Linked DNA regions of Anas platyrhynchos: region 1 is linked to region 2. Evidence: chromatin contacts called from public Hi-C data. All regions are on one chromosome and are shown on one strand. The core of a region is the stretch at or near the end of the contact, and the rest is flanking DNA. Distances in the headings are between cores, read along the strand shown.

Region 1 (5,494 bases), core at 1,705-4,204, 200 kb before region 2:
AGCTGATGTTTTTCCAATGCAAGGTACCATTAAAATACAGGATTTTATTAGCAAAATCAATGATGTGTGCTGAGACAGTCCCTCATGGCTTTTAAAAAAACATCTATGAATAATTATAAAACTGATAGCGACAGAGAACATTGTGCAATTATTGCAGCTGTTTTACAGGATTCTCTAATAATGACGGCCCCTACTTCTGGTAAGGCACCTTACGGCAGTACCACAAAAAAATATAAATAAGTAAAAAGCAACAGAAGCTCAGCATTCCCCTGCACTTAGAAGGTGCAAACATGTTGCCTGCTTTGTGTTTATTGAATATTTTTTTATATTTTTTATTTTTTCCAGCAAGAAGAAAACATTCTGGAAAGCAAAACATCACAACACTTACGGAAATATTTACCAGTTGCCTGCCCGGTTCTCCTGCTCTACCAGTTCCAATGTGTTATTGCTTTAGAAACACAAGCCGGGGAGATTATTCCCTTTCAAATTTAGCAGAAATGGAAGCAGCAAGGAAAGGCTGTGGCCCTGCAGCAGCCACAAAAGTCACGATGCTCCATAGCCATGCACACAGGTCAGGTTACCTACAGCATCTGAAAGCCCTCTGCAAGCAAACCAACCCCTGGGGACACTGGAGAAAAGTCCCAGGTATGGCAAAGCGCTCAAGGATGCACTTACATGTGGGGCAGAGCCAAAAAATGACACCTGTCAGTTCTACTCCAAATGTTTCTGCTTTGCACCCATAGCTACACGTTTGCAAGAGCCCTGGGTACGCGCTGAGGGGAAAAAACATGAAGTCTCTTTACTCCACCTGGCTTTAAACAACCTCCGGATGTGTGTGGGGATGGATGAGGGAAGAGTGGCAAGAATACTCAACAGATGTTTTCATTAGCATAAATTTGCCATTCATTCCTCTTTCTTCTACCATCACAAACTCCCCTATTATCCTCGCCGGATAATTTACAGTGCTTGTTGCAGAGCACAGTCTCTGAGAACAGAGACAGCACACACTCGGTAATGTACAAGTTCAAAGAGCTGAGCCACGCATGACCTGCCAGCAGCTTGTTGCTATTTTCTTGCATATATAAAAGAGCTTTGCCTTCATGCAGCGCTGGAACTTGTCATCATGAAACACCCTCCTATTACAACATGGCCCAGAGGAGCTACTATTTCGGGTCCTAATAACGTGCTTGGTTTTACAGGAAAGCATGAAGGCAAGTAACATGGAATAACCCAGATGTCAGGCACAGAAACAGATGGGCTCCTCACAAAGCTCCGCAGATTGCCTCTGCCGAGCACTGTCACAGCCCATCCTCTAGCCGGGAAAGCACGGTGCCCGAGTCAGATGAAAGGAGCACGTGAAACGAAGCAGCAGCATCACCTCCACGAGGCCTGCGAAGAGACAACAGCGGGCTGCTTTCCAGGCAGCCTGAGCCCGAGGCAATAAAACATGACTCAGTCGTGAGGCTGTTCTTTCCCTGACCAGAAACACCTGCTGGCTAAGCGACACTCGCCCGGTTCTCCACCTGCTTGGCCCCACGAGATGCAAGAAGCATCCGTGGGAAGGTGCACAAGGATGCAGGGGTCGCATCCGTGGTCTGGGGAAAGCTCTCACCGAGTGAGTGCATGTGGGGCTGGCTAGAGGAGTCTGCTAGCACGGCCACAGGCAGAGCTGTGATTCACTCCGCTGTGGCTTCCCATCCCCAATTTGCCTTCCAAACAATCTAGGAAACCACAGCACCTGCGGTGGTGGCTCGGCGAGGAGCTGTCTGCGCACACGCTGAGTCAGTGGCAAGGCGGGGAGGTGATGGACTGGCCTGACCTTCCTCATTCACACTCACGAGAGGATGCAAAACCCAGGCGAAGAAACCAACGCTTCCGAACCCCAGGCATGTCTGGAGAAATCAGGAGCCTTGGTTAATGTGTGCAGGGCTGGTGCTTCATACCTTGAGGGCTGGGGTCGCAGCACAGCCCCAGAGCAGCTGTCCGGTACCGCAGGGCGAAGCCAGGTTATGAATGAAGTCCCAGGATCGATTCCCTGATCTATCCTCTGCCTACCACTGACTGGAAGATGCTATTCAGGGAAAATATAATTTAAAGGCGGAGGCTAATGATGAATCAAGATTGATTTTTTTGGACAACCAGGACAAGAAAATAAATGCAATTGGAGTCTACCTGCTCGCAGCTTGCCAGGAGTCAGAGCCAGTTTCAGGACAACCTGGCTCCTTTCCCCTTCCTCGTTCCAGTCCTTTTCCCTGCTCTGTCCCCCACCAAAAAAAAGTAATAAATAAATAAAAAAGAAAGAAAGCCCCTCGCAGAGGAGAAATGCACTTACACAAGACAGTCACTGTTCCCTGGAGCCAGCTCGATGCTGGCCCTGCTGAACAGTACAGAGTGACTCAATGGATGTGCAGAGGGCTCACTTTCTGGGGAAAAGCAAATTCCAAGAGTGCAGTTGCAAGGAATGCATTGTATGTCTGGTATTCACGCTGCGCTCCCTTTTCCTGTTCCTTTTTTTTGCCCTATAAGGAGCTGAGCACAGCCGGCTGGGCTGGGAGGGGGCAGCGCTGCGTGCTCAACGCCTCCCCGCTTCCGACTTTGTTTGTCTTTACTGGAAACCCCATCGATCCATCTAGGAAAAAGGCTAGTGCACACACGGCGGGGTGTCAGCCTCAAACATCACGCTGCTGACACGCAGGACACAAAGAGGAGGAAAGCTGAACCACACCAGCCTAGCACGGGTTCGCTGTGAAGATGCGTGCACATGTGCACATGCACGAGCAGTAATTTTCTTAATTATATTGTTGGGAAGGGGGGTGCTGACTTAAAAGCTAGGAACTATTGTGGCTACAATCCTAAAGGGCTGGTTCCCAGGCTAGCAGCACTTCAGTTGTATCTGTGCTGGAAATAAAAGGCAGCCTGGCCTTCGGCACACGCAGCTGGGGCTGGGAGGGTTACGTGACCTCAGCACAGAGAAACTCGTCCTCTGTAACGCACACGGCTTGGAAACAGGAGCGTGGGGCTGTGCATTAGAGATGCAAATTGCTGGGAGTTTTTCTCAAGTCCTGACAGCCTCCAAGTTAAAGTCCACTGCAGCAGCTTCAGCAACAGACTGGGATTTCCGTATCCAGGATGCAATTAAAATATTACAGTGTAAAAAAATAAAACCTTTTTGCCATTGCTGCTTCCTCGGTAATCAACCGACTATTCCTGGGGGCACTCAGGATTTTGCAGAAGCAGAAAGGCAAAGACAGAGCCACTCCACCTCCGAAGGCAGGAAATCTTGGGTCCCAAATACCCAGGAAGAGTCTGCACCAACTCCCAGTTCTCAGCACGTGTCAGAATCAGAAGAGCTCTCATTTAACCTTGCAGAGGAAAGCAGTGACAACAACTGCAGAGACAGGGCCATGCTGGGCCCAGCGAAGCCACGCTAGGACTGGCCAGGAAGAAGATGGGAAAACCTTGGAGAAATCAGCAGCTTGGCCCATTTCCCCCCGTGTCTCATCTTTGATCCTGGCTGCTTCTCGATGCCTTGAAGGATGATGCAAAACCCCCCTAACAGGCAGGTGTGCAGAACAAATACTGTCTTATTCCAGTGCCCAAAAGATACAAGACTAAGTCCTGAGGCAGGAGGTTCAATATTCTTTCCAATTTTATTTTCTTCTTTTGGTCATTAGCACTGAAGTTATTCTTTACGTGCACAAAAGCATCCAGGCCACCTTTGGATCTTACATCACCGGCCTCAAAAAGCCCCACAGAAAATTAAAGGTTAGGTGACGGAGCTGCTTGGTTTGGGTTTGTTGTTGTTTGCTTTGTTTTTCTCACTCGTTTCAAAATTCTCATCTTTCCGTTTTGACTATCACACGCCTGCGTGTCGGGACAAGGAGCACAGACCGACCAAGGCTGCCTTCCCACACCTCTGCTTACAAACTTTTCACTCTGTGCTTTGAGGAGGATGATCCCAGCGCTTTCAGTCCCTCTCCAAACACATTTAGAGGGCAGGACACCCTCACCATCCAAAATATCTGTCCCGTGCTGAGTTCCCTGCACCGGGGAAGGGGCTGGGCAGCAGCCAGGAACCTCTTCACCCAGTTCTGCTGCTCATGGATTTATTACATCAAAATCCATAATGGTTTACCTGCAGCCTGCTATATTCAAATGGAGCCAAGGATGCTCAGAAGCACCCAGTGGAGGCTCTTGGATGAAGACACACAGCTGAAGCTCCTCTGGGGGAGGGGAAGGTTTCTAGCTTCATTAATAACAGCCTGAAATTAAAAGCAGAGCTTGTAGTACAGCTGTGATTCCAGCTACCCCGCTGCTTGTGTTAACAGTGCGGCTTTATTATGGTCAGGGATTAAAACCAGCTCCAACAATTAAAAGAAAAGAAAGAAAAAAAAAAGAGAGAGAGATGGAAAGAAAAAGAACCACCAGCACCAAAAATCAGCAAAACACGAAATTCCTGTGGGCTGGAACGATTAGCAAAACAAAGTTGCGTGCCGCGAGGAGCAAGAGTGAAGGCTTCCTCCCCCGCTGCCCCACAGCCCCCTTCCCCCTTTGGGCAGCCACCCGGCGGTGCCCTGCGAGGCCACCACGAGCCACTGCCACCCATCCCTGCAGGATGTCACCTCCTGCACCCAGGCAGGCACCCCGCTGGCACGGCGCTCCCACTGTCCAAATGCTGCGGGGTTAAAGACAGAAAGGGAAAGGTCTCGCAGGCGGTGCCAAATGCGCCTGCAACTTCTCAGGAGCCACCAGCGCTGCCGGAGCAGCCGGAGGAGGAGGGAGGAGAGGTGGGGAGGATTAGCAGTGTGGCTGCTCAAAGAGCCTGGCCGAGGAGGGCTCCGGTTGTCCAGTCCTTCCTCAAGAGGTGAATACCGGGTGTGCTGGACACGTTCCTGGAGAGCAAGAGGACAGCGATGGGATGGCACGCACCAGGATCCCGGTCGGGTTGGGGGAAACACAAATAGGACAAGGAAGCAGCAAGAGTTTAAGCATCTCCTCGGACAGACTTGTCTCAAAATTGATGCAATGCCGATCTCCAGCAGCCGAGGATTTGTCCCCTCTTGCTCTGAAGTGAGGGGCTCGGCTGCTATCGTTTGGAGCAGATCCAGGGTAAAGCTGTGACGAGGCTGCCTGTGTCGGCTTGGCTTTAAACAACCGGGAGTTTAAAGTGGGGAAAAAGCAGGCTTAAGCATCTTGAAGCGAACAGAATACAAAGCCAGTGGGAAGTTGTGCTAGGAAAAGGACGAATTAGCCTTCCCTCAGTTTGTCTCTAGTTGCTACTTTCACCTATTTATTTAAGGGTGACCCCAAAACCGCAAGTGAACGAACACCCGTATTTCTTCACCTGTCATTCAAAGCTGACGGGAAATATTGCTAAATGGGAGAGAAAATCCTTTCCTCCTACGCCAGCCCGGAGCAGGGAAGCCTCACTTTGCTGTGTCTTGATATGCGAGTCAATGCCTTTAAGGGCTTGGTCAACACTGGAGAGAAAGTA
Region 2 (5,555 bases), core at 1,373-3,872:
CCGGGGCTCTGCAAAAACCCCGCTGCGAGCCCTCTCGCCCTGCCTAACTTTCTGCAAGCGTTGCGTCCAGCCAGGCACAGGGGCCGGCTAAACCGAAAGCGTCACGCTGCAGAAAAAATGACAAACAGCAAGGAACCTTTTTTTTTTTTTTTTTTTGCTCTTCTCCTTAACCCCTCCACCCCCCCTTAGGCCTTTTAATTTCCGTGCTGTAAGGAAGCACAAGCCCGGAGGGCAGTCGGTGCGAGTGGGTCCCACGAGCCGGCCGCTCGCAAACACCTCCCGAGCCTGCTCCCGGGGCCCGGAGCCTCGCACGGCTCCGGCCGTGCTCCCTCGCTGGGAATCCCATCTTGCTTTTTTAACTACAGCTTTCGAGCATATCTGAACCATCTCAAGTGTCTCGGCAGCACCGTTCCGATCTTGCCACCGGGCTATTTTTAATGATAAGATGAGTCGGATTAGCAGAACGGCTTTCTTCTTATTCCCCCCCCCCAACCACCACCACCACCACCACCCTTCCACTCCCTGACTTTAGAGCAGGCACCGAGCATTTCGGCTCCCGAGCCCGGCTGCAAAACCCAAATAAAGGCAGCACCCGGCACGCAGGAACTTCCCAGCAAAGGCACCCGTTTCGTGGGGCTCGGCGGTGACTGAATCAGTAGCTCGGAGCGACTGTATTAGCGGAGGAGCGAGGGCACCGTGACCCGTGGTGGTTATTCTCATAAACAAATTTCTATTAATTGCAATGGGAAAGGCAGCCCGGCCCGGAGCGTGCCCTCCCCTTGCTCGGCCACACCGGGCAGCCCACAGCCGAAAAAGTGTTGGGGCAAACGGCACAGCGGGTTGGCGATGTGCTGATGCACCCCCCCCCGAGACAAACCCAAGCCGCAGGCCCCAGCGCCGGCACGGTCGCTCGAAATAAATACGCAAGGCTCGAGGCTGGAGAAGTATAAATCTCTACAGATTTACATACAGGGCGATACATTTACATACGGGACCGGAGCAACGCTCGGGTGGCGGCCCCCTCCCACCCCCCCTCCGTCCTCGCCCTGCAGAACCCAACTGGAAGAAGGGTTTGCAGAAGTCTTCGCCTTATCCCCACCGCCTCCCCGCAAGGGCCAGCGCAGGCCTTCGCCCTCCCCACTTTACACCCGGCAATAGGAAGGGGGAAAAAGTGCCCGGAGAAAAACCCCGGGCAGCCCAAGCTTGTCAGGAGGAGCCGCCGGCGTTTTGAACCCCAGCAGAGATTCGCGGAGCAGCGGAGGAACGCGAGGATGTGAGCACTTACAGGCTGGGCTGCAATAAGGAGCACAAGAGCTACAGAGAATTAACCCACCGCTCGGGAGTCCTGGGAAGGAAAAGAGCGAAAGCGTCTGAAAATAAAGGAAAATAATAAGGGAAAAAAAAAAAAAAATTGACATCGTCATCCTTTTTTTTTTTTTTTTTTTTGCCTCCTCTCCTCCTCGAGAATCCCAGCGTCAAGGAGCAAAGCCGAAAAAATAAAAATGCAAAAAAAAAAAAATAAAATAAAATAAAAAAGAGAAAAAGAAGCGCGTGGGGGTGTGGGGGGGGCTTTCAGGAAAAAGCTTCTGGCCCCAAGAGTAAATCCCATCTGAGGCTGTGAGCCGAGCGTGGATGTGTTTGTAAAAAATGAGCAAAAAAAAAAAAAAAAAAAGAGGCAACGGAAGGAAAAATAATGAAAAATGCAAAATTCCAGTGCAGTGCTGCAGGATCCAGGCTTTTTCTTTTTTCTTTTCTTTTTTTAAAGGGGGGGAGGGTTGATTGCTGGCATGAGAAAGTTGTCCCCCACACACACACACAAAAAAAAGGATAGAAGGGAAAAGGAGAAAAAAAGGAGGGAAAAGGGAAAAAAGGGGGGAAAGTAGGGAAAAAAAGGGGGAAAAGGAGGAAAAGGGAAAAAGGGGGGGGAAGGAGAAAAAGGGAAAAAAGGGGAGAAAAGGGGAAAAAAGGAGGAAAAAAAAGAAGAAATAAAGGGGATAAAAGGGAAACAAGGGGAGAAAAAGGAAAAAAGGGGGGGAACAGGGAAAAAGGGGGAAACGGGGAAAAAATGAAAAAAAAAAAAACAAGAAAAAAAAAAAAGGGAAAAATGAAAAACCAAGTTTAAAAAAAAATGAAAAAAATGAATTATCAGTAAAAATAAAAAAAAAAAAGCCTATATTTTTTCACACGCCCTCCTTCCCCCCCGCGTTATATTTTTGGGGGGGAGGTAAAGGGGGGGGTCCACGTGCGCTCAGCCCCGTCCCCGCTCTCGCACCCGGGACCCCCCTTTAGCGTCCAGCGCGGCTCGCGCGCGCGCGCGCGCTCCCCCGCGCCCGCCCGCCCGAACGCGCGCGCGCGCGCTCTCGCCGCCACCCCGCCGCGCCCCCACGTCACGCCGCCGCCCGCCGCCACGTGACCCCCGCGGCCGGGCGAGACCACCGCGGGGGGGGGGACCGCGGCGGGGAACGGGGGGCTCCGGGACCCTCCCCGCCTCCACCTCCCCACCGGGACCCCGCAGGGGGATTCGAACGATCCATTCGGGACCACCGGAGGGGGGTCGTCTCCTCGGCGGGGCGGCGGCGGCGGCGGGGAGGCGGTAGGGGAGGTCCCCGTCCCTCCCCGCGCCGCGCGCAGTGGTAGGGCCGGCAGCTCAAATTCCGAGAATTGGGCTCTGTTGATTCTTAGAACTGGGGTTCTTAGAAGTGGTGATGCAAGGAGTTTCTAGGAAAGCCCGGAGACCAGGTGATTGCTGCTTCTATTGCCGCGGCCGATTTTACCCTTTAATTCTCTCGCTCTTTTTTTTTTTTTTTTTTTTTTTCTCTCTCTTCCCTCCTCTCTCTCTCCTCTCTCCCTCCTCTTTCCCTCCCTGCCCCGCTCTGGCTCCCAGCCGCCCCTATATAATTTCTTACCCGTTTTTTTTTTTCACCCCCCTTTTTTTTTTTTTTTCCCCTTTTATTATTTTTTCTCCTCGGCAGGTGCCCCGACGGCACTTTTAATCCATCCAAAAAAAAAAAAATAATTTTACCACCCCCTATTCCCCCTTCACCCCCCTATTCCCCCCTCCTCTTAATTTTTCCCCCCTTATTTTCTCCTTATGATCACAATTCGCCTCCCCGTCCTTAATTAACGCGCTCCCTATTAAATCCACCCGGGGACACCCCAACCCCCTCCTTACACCCTTAATAGTAAAAAAGAAAAATAAAAAAAGGGGAAAAAAAAAAAATAATAATAATTAAAAAATCCCAACCCCGGCTGCCCTAACGGGGCCGGCTCCTGCAGGGGGGGTCCCCCACGGTGGTCCCCATGGGGTCTCTGGGGGGTTTTGTCCCCCCCCTGAGCGCTGCTGTCCCCATGTCCCCATCCCCGTGTCCCCCGGGGGGGGCCCGGCGCTGCCCCTGCACCTGCAGGCGGCCGCAGGACGGCGGCGAGCGCGGCCGCCGGGGAGCTCCGGGCTTTTGATTTTGTTGGTTTGTTGTTTTTCTCGGGGCCGTTTCTCGGTGGATGGAGCTCGGGCAGGGTGTTTTACGTTCTGTTGGTTTTATTATTTGCTGCTATTGTCCTTTCGTTTCTGGGGGCTGTTCCGCTCCTGCTCCCCGCGTGTTGTGCGTCGTGGCGCGGCACCGGGCGGCTCGGCCCTCTCTCGGGGTGAATTTTTTTTTTCTCCTTCCCCCTTCTCGGAGGATTTTTTTTTTTACCGCAGTCCAAGCTGGGGCTTTTTCCCCGTGTGTGTGTGTGTGTCCCATTTCGGCTCCCTACCGGCTTTTTGCAACCTGTAGCGGGGCCGCGCCGGGATCTGTCAAAAGCCCCCGGGGGGCGAGGAGCCGGGCGGGGATGGAGCGGACTTTGCGGCATTTTGTCGGCCCGGGGAAAAGAAGCGGCGTGGGGCTGGGAGGGGAGGGGAGGGGGGGGGAAGAGAGAAAAAGAGCCACGGCGGGGAGGCTCGGCTTCCCTCCCGGCCTCCCTCCTCCCCGGGGCTCGGTGGCAGGAGCCGCGCCGGCCCCGACGGCACGGGAGGCGCAGCGAAGGTGCGGGGAGAGGGAGAAGCGGCTCTGAAAATACCGCGCAGGGGGGGGGGCTCCGAGAGGTTTTATTCCTTCCCCTTCCAGCGATGCCGCCGCAAACAGCGCGGTGGAGGAGAAGGAGGAGGACAGGGGGATCCTCCGGCCGCTCGGGGATGATGGGGTGCGCTTTGGGGAGGGGGTCGCTTGTCGGGGTACTGGGGAGCCCGACAACCCGACCGGGTTGTGTGTCCCCCCCCCCTTTTCGCCGTGGCAGCCCTTTTGCCGTGTGTTTACTACCGCGGCGGACTTGGCGCGGCGACAGCAGCTCGTAAATCTGCCGCCGGGAGCTGCGCGCCTGCCTGGCCCCCGGCCACACGCTATTCCTGGAGCGAGCCGCGCAAACAGCGCGCAAACAGCGCGCAAACCCCGCGCCCGGCCCCCCTCCGCACCCCCCCCTCCAAAAAAAGAAAAAAAAATAAATGCAAAAAAAAAAAAAGGCAGCAAACAGCATTTGGAATAAGCGAGAAAGCTCTTTCGGTGATGCGTGTTTTATTTTTATTATTTCATTATTATTATTTTTACGCCCCCCCCCTCCTTTAAAAAAAAAAAAAAAAAAGGGAAAACAAAACCGAAAAAGCCCAACTTTGTTGTGAAAACTTTCGTGGTCGGGCGGCAGCGACCTCTCCCGGCCGTGTCCCCCCCCCTTTCCCTCTCTCTCCCCCCCCCCCCCGCCCCCCGGCCCCAGCTCTCCGCCTCGCCAGCCGGCCCCCCCGCCCGTAGTTTGCAAAGTCACAGTATGAAATGTTATGAAATCGCCTCTTGGGAAGGAGGGAAACAGAAAGCAGGGCGTTTGTTTAGAGAGGAAAGAGAAAAAAAAAAAAAATCAGCGGCGGCCTCTCAGATGTGCCTAAAAAGCTGCCTTTGACCCCCTGTTGCATTTCCAGGGAAAGAGGCGAGTCGGGGCTTAAAATCACGGGTCAGAAACAACAAAAACAAAGCCTGCCTCGCTTAGTTTTTTCCACTGGCTTCGGCTAGGCGCAGGATCGGTGCGAGGCGAGGCTGAGCCAGCCAGCTGGGGCTCAGTCCGTCGGTCCCGCAGCTGTCCAGGGCCGAATTCTTCCCCACGCCGCTGGACGTGTCAGCAGGGCAGGCTATGGGATCAAGCCCTGCTTCGATCCGGGGCTGCGTATCGATTCCTGTCCGGAGGTTTTAGATGCTTTAAAATATATATATATTTGCTGTGTTGTTTTAAAGGGCGGCAGGATAAGTGCCTGAAGAACAAACGCAGGCTTCCACCTGCAGCCCCTGGGTGTGGGGGGGCTGCAGTTCCGAAATCCCTTAGAAAATATTTTAGGGCAGACCTCTCTCCCTCTGTAGGCAGAGCTACGCAGGCAGAACCTGAGGTTCTGTTATTTTCCTGCTAGCGATAGGATTGCTGGCTTCAAAAAAAAAAAAAAATAATAAAAAAAACCACCTTACGTTACAGATAGCAATTTTTGCCCCATGAAACAAATCAGCCACCCATCTAAAATATTCAAAGGGTGTCTAGCAATTTTC

The links. Hi-C and Micro-C count contacts between places; a contact is called where the count stands out from the background.
Region 1: a Hi-C map of subcutaneous adipose tissue shows a contact between it and region 2, with 2.4 times the contacts expected there. The contact joins the enhancer-like site here to the promoter of BCL6 in region 2. A contact is called at or near these places in 2 of 8 Hi-C or Micro-C datasets (skeletal muscle and subcutaneous adipose tissue).

What each region holds. Positions count from the first base shown.
Region 1 is chr9:10,773,846-10,779,339 of IASCAAS_PekinDuck_T2T, reverse strand. The region is part of intron 2 of LPP (LIM domain containing preferred translocation partner in lipoma); the gene reads right to left. Among named protein-coding and RNA genes, the nearest start is that of LPP, 100 kb to the right of the region's middle. Within about 2 kb of position 2,954, at least 3 of the 8 cell types and tissues checked have an H3K27ac peak or open chromatin away from gene starts, as enhancers often do. A contact at or near this core is called in subcutaneous adipose tissue, where this site is marked.
Region 2 is chr9:10,574,585-10,580,139 of IASCAAS_PekinDuck_T2T, reverse strand. It overlaps BCL6 (BCL6 transcription repressor), which reads left to right and starts at 2,622. Exons shown (of 10, transcript XM_027464090.3): 1 at 2,622-2,739.